2 separate regions of the Mus musculus genome follow, and region 2 is linked to region 1. A link is a contact called in public HiChIP or PLAC-seq data. All regions are on one chromosome and are shown on one strand. The core of a region is the stretch at or near the end of the contact, and the rest is flanking DNA. Distances in the headings are between cores, read along the strand shown.

What was found. HiChIP or PLAC-seq counts read pairs in DNA pulled down with a chosen protein or histone mark.
Region 2: an H3K4me3 HiChIP or PLAC-seq map of neural progenitor cells shows a contact between it and region 1, with 8 times the contacts expected there. The contact joins the promoter of Rp2 here to the enhancer-like site in region 1. A contact is called at or near these places in 9 of 39 promoter capture datasets (the 3T3-L1 cell line, the C10 cell line, the HPC-7 cell line and 5 more), 7 of 115 datasets of contacts at active chromatin or transcription factors (the 230-238 cell line, kidney, large pre-B cells and 3 more) and 2 of 9 other capture datasets (macrophages and pancreatic islet).

What each region holds. Positions count from the first base shown.
Region 1 is chrX:20,157,728-20,162,357 of GRCm38.p6, reverse strand. Slc9a7 (solute carrier family 9 (sodium/hydrogen exchanger), member 7) reads left to right here. Exons shown (of 17, transcript NM_177353.4): 9 at 126-214; 10 at 317-430; 11 at 2,615-2,726; 12 at 3,390-3,543. Among named protein-coding and RNA genes, the nearest start is that of Chst7, 100 kb to the right of the region's middle. Within about 2 kb of position 1,632, at least 11 of the 459 cell types and tissues checked have an H3K27ac peak or open chromatin away from gene starts, as enhancers often do. A contact at or near this core is called in neural progenitor cells, where this site is marked.
Region 2 is chrX:20,363,159-20,367,607 of GRCm38.p6, reverse strand. It overlaps Rp2 (retinitis pigmentosa 2 homolog), which reads right to left and starts at 3,127. Exons shown (of 5, transcript NM_133669.5): 1 at 2,780-3,127. The coding sequence starts at 2,872.

The DNA.
Region 1 (4,630 bases), core at 383-2,882:
GGCGGTAGGGGGAGGGAGGGAAGGAGGATTGGAGTTAGGCAAGTCTCGCATGCCATGGATTTTCATGTCAGTAGATTTTTTTGGTCTCGTCTTTCCCATTGACGTTTAGAAACTCTTTTTGACAGGTGTTGTAGCTGTCCTTTTCTGTGGGATTACACAAGCTCATTACACATATAACAACCTGTCAGTAGAATCTCGAAGTCGAAGCAAGCAGGTAAGAGTGGTCCTTGAGCCCGCTGGGCTGCCAAGTAGCTGGACAGGAGGAATGCAGCCAGGAATGCAGTGTTCACAGCCTCCCTTTTCCTTCTTCCTGCAGCTTTTTGAGGTGTTACACTTCCTGGCAGAGAACTTCATCTTTTCCTACATGGGCCTGGCACTGTTCACCTTCCAGAAACACGTTTTCAGCCCCATTTTCATCATCGGTGCTTTTGTATCCTTTTCCTATTTGACATTGTAGACAGAAGTGACCTCTGCTGGGAAAGGCATGCAACTACTAAGAGGATTCTGACTCTGATTAGAATGGGTAGCTGGGTCCGTTCTAGTTCAGTGTATTTGTAGTGGGGTAGGGAGTGGGGGTGGGAAGCTTCCTAAAGCTGAATATATTTGATTTCTAGGGCTGTCTTTTTTTTTCTGGCATTCTCTGTTCTAAGCTAGTGTTTGTTGGGCAGTCATTTGTTTTGTAGAGTTCTGTCCTGATTAGATCTAAAAGTCAATAACCATGCCAGACCCCAGAATTATTGTAGATATGCTATTGTCGCTATTGTCATGTCAGCTGTAACAGAGTCAGTTCCCTGGTTCTAGTGATTAGAAGGTTCCACTCTTCTTGCTCTCAGCTGCAGATTCTAGCTTGGGTAGCCCCAACCCATGCTGCCTTTGTGTGTGTGTAGACAGTGTCCATACTTTCAGCTAAGCTGCCCTGCCCCTTAGATTATGCTGGGAGAGACTTCTTTGTTTTTTCTAAAACAGGAAGGAAGAGAGGTTTGAAAGAAGGAAGAGATGAGGAAAAAAGAACAGATAAAAAACTGATAGAATTGAAGGGGAGGAGGAAGGAATGAGAAAGAGGATGAGAAGAAAAGATAAAACTTCTTTGACGTCAACCCTTGGGGATGTAATATTTCAGAAGTGGGGCATTTTGGGTGCTTGGGTTAGATAGGAGGGAGGGATGTGAGTGCCCTGGAGTGGCTCAGCAGCTGATGGCTTTGCTCACATGGTCTTAGATACCATTGTACTATTGTCACTGAAGTCACTTTTCTGGGGCAGGATTTTTAAGATCTGTTCCTATTGATTTTTTACATTTATTTATTTATTTATTTAGCCTTTTCAAGGCCTCATGGGAATCCTTAACTCTTCTAGAAAGAATGTTTTTTTTCTTCTGGGAATTTGGTTTCATGTGCAAGAGTGTAGGGCTGCCCCTCCTTAGCTGCTAGATAGTGACAGTGCCAGAATCCTAGTTAGGATCTTACTGAGTGGCTTCACATAGTCACTAAAAAACAGCTTAATTTCCGTGGGATTGGCTTTCCTTCACTAAGACTTGGCATGTTGCTTTGATTTGTATTTCCTGCATGGCATCCTGGAAGAGATAGTGGGAGGAGGGCCTTGTTTACAGATCAGGGCCTCTTGGCTGGGTGAGCCACATCCTCTGCGAGTCCAAAAAGGCTTCTGACCACTTGAGGCTTTTTCTTTCACCTCTGAGTAGAATGTGCTTTACAAGCACTGTCATTTCCTTTTGTTAACAACAAAATCAAACAAGGAAAGGAGAAAGAAAAAACAAAAAAGGCAGAAAAACACTTTGCACTTTACCCTGGAGGAAGTAGAAGATAGTTTGTCCCTGGCTTCTGTCTGAGACAGCTGTGGCTCCTGCAGCTGGTGCATTGCTGGACGGAAGCTCTGTTTGCTGGCTCCTGTCTGAGTTTCCTTCTCTGACCAGGGGATTGGGCAGCTCTCTCTGTTGGGTGCTGTTTAAACTTGGCAAGGAAAAGATGACCAGTTTCCCTGAATTCTTTGCTTTTCACAGCAGAACCCCTTTTTCTTATTCATCCTTTTCTACATTTTACACTCCCAAGGAGCAGTAAAGCTACATAAGCAGAGAACTCTCTCTGCGTTAATTTGTATGAGAGAATGTCTGTTTGTGGTAAGAATACGCAGTTTCTTCACTTCTAATTTTCCTGAGCTCCCTGGGCCTTGAACTCCCTGATGTTTGCTTGCAAATGAAGCTTGTTGGCTCTTTCCCAGCAAACTTTCTACAGTTCGAATCTAGGCTTACTTTTCTTTCTTGCCATTCTCTTTTAAATAGAGCCCAACATAGTGTGTGCTTCATTTAGCCCATGCTCCTGCTATCATACTTTAGATTATTTCTGGGCTCATTTTTTTGAGAAATTGAGGAATCTGCCAATACCAGTTCAGTTTAGTTCAAAAGTTACAATGTGTTTATAAGCTTGAAATTAATGAACTAAGAAGTAGAAAAGTTGACCAAATGACTCCCATTTTGTTGCTGAGGGATTGTTGTAGGGGGAAATCAAGCTTCTCTGAGTAGCTGCTCAAATTTTATGGTCAATCAGAGTGTTTTGAAGTGTCGTTCTGGAAATGTGTTGGCTCCTTATCACCTGGTGGTCAGGTTGCCATCTTCCTGGGAAGAGCTGCACATATCTACCCACTCTCCTTCTTCCTCAACTTGGGCAGAAGGCATAAGATTGGCTGGAATTTTCAACACATGATGATGTTTTCAGGTAAATATATATACATACATGTATATATAAAGAAAATACATTTTATTTAGCCAACAGTGATATGATTAAAATATAATCAACTGGGCTTGGTAGCACATATGTATAATCGCAGACTAGGAAGGGGGAGGTAAAAGGATCAGGAGTTCAAACATGCTTAGGTAAATATTAAATTTGAGGTCAGCCTGTGCTATATAAGACCCTGTCTCAAAAACCCTGCTACAGGTCAACCTGTCTTTTCACTATTCAGTGAGGTACTCTCTCCTTTGCTAAGAAAAATAACACCCTGTTTTCCACAAGTGTGCATCGGATATATTCATACTCAGCCAGCATTTCTGTTGACGGGATAGAAGACGTAGAGAGCTCGTTATTATGCATGTTTCTCTTTCTTTCATCTCACTAGCAAGAGAACCATTTAAATAGTAATAGTAGCCAGTGTTCTAGAATGTGCTGTACAAAATGGTGCTTTTTTTCTCATACTGGAAATTCTGTGAAAGCCAGCTGCAAAGAAGATTGCGCACTTCTAAGGCGATTCTCTCTGGGTTAGACATCCTGGCTCCCAGAGCATGTGGCTAGAACTTTTACCCCCACATGTGACAATTAATTTTGAGGAGTTGTTGCCATGTCCTCACATCACCAGAAGACCTTCCTGTTTGGTTGCCACAGGCCTGAGAGGAGCGATGGCATTTGCACTGGCTATCCGTGACACGGCATCGTATGCCCGCCAGATGATGTTCACAACCACACTGCTCATTGTCTTCTTCACTGTGTGGGTCATTGGTGGAGGCACGACACCCATGTTGTCATGGCTCAATATAAGGTCAGTTTATAACCAAATCAATCTTGTGTCTGAATGTGTCAGTTGTCACTATCCTTGAGAATGTTCAGTGTGCCATGCAGGCTGTACTGGTGAAAGGTTTTCATTCTTTTGGCTTAAGCAATGTGTGTGTGTGTGTTTGAGAGTGTATTTTTTTAAATTAAAATTTGAAGTATGGAGATTTTACAGGATACAAAATTTCATTGAATTCTAAAAAAAGAAAACAATCAAAATAGTCAGCACACACAGGAAATTAGGATGAGCTGGCTCTGACCAGGACAGTGACTTTTGTAGAACAGTTCAAAGTCTTAAAGCTACAGGAAAAAAGGAACAGACATGTAGCCCTGGTGATGTTTCCTGTCTCTTTGTGGTGGAAGCTGGGCCCAGAAGTAGAAGCTCCCTAGCCAGACATTAAAAGACTCAAGTAGAGTTCCCCCCTCCTTAGGAATTTGTACACCATGCCTCTCCTTGCTTCTGGGAGAGAGAGAGAGAGAGAGAGAGAGAGAGAGAGAGAGAGAGAGAGAGAGAGAGAGAGAGAGTAAGAGTGAGTTAGTTTTCTATGTAACCCTCATCTATCATAGCCTTGTGACATCTTTTGTATGTGGTTTTGTCAGGACAGAAGGATGTTGACCAGTTTCTTTCTTTTTCTTTTTTCTTGACCCTCCTGCTTCTACTTCCCAACCACTAGGATTAGAGGCAACTGTCCCCATACCCAGACTCAGGAAATTTTTTTATGAAGGGTGTTTGACTTCTATATTGTGATCTATAGCACCATATAGTCAAAAAGTCACTGACTGAAACAGGAGTCCAGAGACCCACAGCCCAACAATGACTGATCTCTGATCTCTCATGTGTTTGAGGTCCAATTTTCCTCAACGTGAAATGAAGCCTTATGCCAGAGTACAGCCAGGGTTCCCCACATCCAAGTGTTAACTCTGCCTCTGCATTCTGTGTTGCTGAATGTACTCTGGCCACCTGTTGTAGTTTTACCTTTGCACAGGGTGACTATGACCCTTCAACCAGGCATTGGGAAATGAAAATGCCTGAAGAGTCACTCTCTAAAAAGCCACAAGGTGGCGATATATATCTT
Region 2 (4,449 bases), core at 1,878-4,377, 200 kb before region 1:
ACCACTTTTCCAATGGTAAGGAGATTACAGTCAACTCATTAAAAAAAAACAAAAAACAAAATCTCTTACAGGTTGACTAATTGCTTGCTCTAACTTTAAACAGCACAGACCTAGACTCCATGATATTATGAAAACCTGAGACAAACCATTTCTGTTGCTACAGATACAATGTATCTCAGTTATTTCGGTAAGCTGTGTATTTACACTCAATTCCTTGTAATGAAAAACACACACACACACACAAAAGTTTCAAGAGATAGCAAGACCAGGGTCAGTAAAAGTACCATTGGAGGGCTAGGGGTATAGATCAGTGGTAGAATGCCTGCCTAACATTCTGTGTTCTATTCCCAGCACCACAAAAAAGGTTTTAACTTTTATTATATCTATATAATATATATAATAATAATATATTATGGCATCTTATGTATACTATGTATTATATAGAATATAATTATATATCTAGCTATTTTATATATATATAGGCTTATTGTACATTTCCAATAACAGCTCTTACATCTCTACAACTATAGTACCTAGCAATGCTCTCAAAAAGGGTTCCTTTATTATTATTACACATACATATCTATGTATGTTTAAGTATGCATAAATACAACCTACTGAGTCTGTTTTTGCTGTTTGTATGAATCTGGTTTCAAGGCTGACCTCTTTATTGAATAAAAACATTTTAAAACTATAAATGAAAAAAATTTAATGTTCCTATTTACACCAGAAAGTTTAATGCAGCACACATGGTGGGAGAGGCGACACTTAGATATTAGTATCCACTAAGCTATTTTTCAGTACTTTAACTTAGATAAAGAGCACAAGAAAAAGAGATCACAAAACACATTCATATGAAAGATCCCAACTATCAGGGTGTGGTAGCCCAGCCCATAATCTCAGTACTCAGTATGCTCAGGCAGGTAGATTGCCTGAAATCCAAGGCCAGCCTAAGCTACATACCGTTTAACAGGCTAGCCAGAAGTACATATCAAAACATTGTCTCTAGCATAAGTTGGTGATGCATGCTTACAATTCAAGCAATCAAGAGATGGAGGCAGGGGAATCAGATAGATACTCAGGGCTATGCAGAGTTACATGAGACCTTGTCTCAAAATATAACAAAAAAGATCCTGTTGCAAAAATAACATAATAGCAAGACCAGAAGACCCCAATTAATCAGAACTTTGTAAGTAGAAGTTAGCAGAAAGACAATTATTATGGAACAGTGAACCACAGCCAACCAAGACTACTGAAAAGAAAAGCACACTTTTACTTTTAGCCTGACACTTCTAAACAAAATAAGACAAACAAAAACTCTCTCTGCAGCAGGAAGTTCAAGTTTAAAGAGCATTGTTTAGCTAGGGATGCCACTCAGTGGTAGAATGCTTGCCTAGCATGGCTCAATACCCAGCGCTGGGGAGAAAAAATTTAAACAGCATTATTAGAAATCCCAAGGCTGTTGAAAATGAATACTTCAAAATCCTCCTACCAAATGATTTTGATGGGTACAATCTTCATATAAGACAGAAAATACAACACTTTCCTACATGACAAAATACTGCTATATAAGAGGAACAAAAGGCCACATGGCCTAAGAAAGGTTTCAGAGTCAAAGGCAAAAAGCTGAGCCTGAGAATTCAGCTTCCATTTGTTAAAAGCCAACATTTTGAAAATGTCATTTATATGAATGCCTAAATTCTGCTGGGGATTTGAAATGATGCAGGATGATTTGTCATACCAAACAAGGATGCAGGATGACTGGTTATAACAAAACAAGACTTTAGTACTTCTGGTCAAAGTTGTTGCATTAAGCAATAGTTAACTGTTCATGACACCCATTTAAAAGAACAAGCGTTCTTATTTTGTTTGAGAAACTATAATAATTGATGTCTATTAAGTGTTTTACAAAGCAACTACACTAAGAAGAAAAGAAGAACTTTGTAGAAAGAGGAACCATTGTGAAATGTATGCCTAAGTAAGTGTGTTTTGTGCAAGATTAGGAGACTTTTTCAAACCTTTTGAGATATATATATATATATATATATATATATATATATATATATATATATATATATATATATATATATATATATATATATATATATACACACACACATATGTATATATGTGTGTGTGTATGTGTGTGTGTACATATATATATATATGGCATTTTCGTTCATATAAAGCTGCAATAATAAACTACTTCCTGGTTTGTGTTGGGTACTTTCACCTTACACAATACACTCCAAGACTGCCTCAATTTTCATTATTCTTTTCTGATAAATGGAAGACGAGAATAAAGGTAGACATGAAACAGTCCATTTAATAACTGAGTAACACCAAGAGGCACCAAAAGCGATTTTCAGAGGAGAGCAGACAAAAGAGTAACAGCTTGGGAATACAAACCGCAGAAAAGATGAGAACCAGTCTTGCGTGTGTAATTCGACCACTGGACCAAACCCCTTTGGCCAACGCTGGTGAAATGAGCTGATTGGAGATTCAGCACCTTCCTGGCTCTTTCCCTCCCTGGAGTCCTTTCTAGAATCCGGAGTCGGGGTGCAGAGCCTACAGAGAGGCCCTGGGAGTCTAGTTAGGCTGACCACTAACTCTATGCCTCCTTTGGGCCCTTCACATCCCGCCCCCAAAGTCGTGCGACTTCAGCTGCCTGTGCGCGCCAGTGAAAGCCAGTTGTGGGCCACCCGCCAAACTGCCCGCTTTCATCTGCTGCAAAGGGCAGCCGAGGAGGGCCCAAAGCAAGGGATCCCCAAAACATCACCTTCTCCCGCTGGTCCCAGCTGTACAGCTTGGGCTGCTCCTCCTCTCCCTCAGCCTTTTCACTCTTCCTCCTCTTAGTGAAGCAGCAGCCCATGGTGCGGCCTAAGGGTCTTGGTAGTGGACCCCACTCGCTCAGACACCTTTCAGAGGGTGGCGGGAAGCCAGGGTGACTCGGCCAACAGCTCCCCGGACACCGCCCAGGGGAGCAGCCCCGCCGCCAGGAACCCTCAGCACTCCCGCCAGGCCCAACACCCTTCTCCGCCCAACCCCCTAGGTCTCCGTGACGACCTATGGCAACCAATAAGCGGGCAGCAGCCTCTGAGCCAATCAATGCCTCGCAAGCTGCTCTGCTCCTATGAGCTCAGGCCAAAGTATTCATTCACCAATCCTACGTCAGCGGGGGGCTGGCCAGCTCAGGTGCTCTCACCGAGGGCCCCGTCCCCAGGTCGGTCCTACTCCACCCCCAGCTTCTCCCCTCTAGTGAACTAGGCTGGGCTAGCTGGCTGCTGTTTGATTGGGCTGAGTACCTTTTCCTGACCCGGTGCTCAAATTTCGAAAGTTTCCAAAATTTAAGCTCTGGAGGGGATGCCATACAGAGTAGTGGACTTGTTTTATGACAAAAATTGCTAGGGAAAAAAATCTTGCTGATTTTGTAAAACAAATTTGTGTCCTTCACTCCTCCCTTTCAGTACCTTTCTAGGGAACCCACAAGCTTCTGGTCGAACTGTTCATGTCTGGTGTCTGTAGAGGTCAGGAGAGGGCTCAAATCTCCTGGTTACTAATAGTTGTAAGCCATCAAGCAAGTGCTAGGGAGCGAACCTGGATCCTCTGCAAGAGGAGCAAATGATCTTAAACACTGAGCCATCTCTCCAATCCTTTGAGGGATGTCTAAAAGCTTCCACTTATCTCTCCAAAATTGGACAAGTATTTAGGATAAAAACCTAGTATTGTCTCCTTACTAGAACAGTGAATCTGGGAGCAAAAGGATATTACAAAAAGGCATGTACCTTTGAATCTCTCAGCTTATGCATCCAATGACAGAAGCACATATAACCTTTTTCCAATCTCTTCCAAAAGACAGTAGTCCAACTATAGAGGGTAAGAGAGGCATGTTGACTCACCACAAAGGAGCTTTAGGAACTCAAGCAGTGCAAAGTCTAATAGAGGATATAAACCCTATCATATAAACAACCTGATCTGTTCAAAGCAAATGGTACAAAGTTCGCGTGAAAACATAAAAATATACACAATCATTAACATTTGTTGTATTTGGGTGGACTTTGAGTACAATGCCCATGTATTGCTTTCATAATAAGTTGATTTCTCTGAGATACAGTATTAAAACATCATGATAAGACATCAAATGCAGACTAGCACTTTCAAATTTGTTTATCTTTTTACTTGACCATACCTATCACATTTAATGTAGATTCTAAAAGAGCCTCTGACTCAATTTGGGCATTAAGATTGTTCCTCCTTTCACTTCCTGCCCTTTTTGTACAACCAGGAAGAAGGGTACAGTGCTTAAGAATTATAAATGACCTGAAAGTTAAGCTCCAGGTCTTGGACAATAAAAGCTGTGCATTACTGCCTTTTTCTTCAGTCAGATCAAAGTTCTATGTGAGGATAGTTTTGTATTAGAGCCCTGCTGCTAATTTATATTCATAGAAT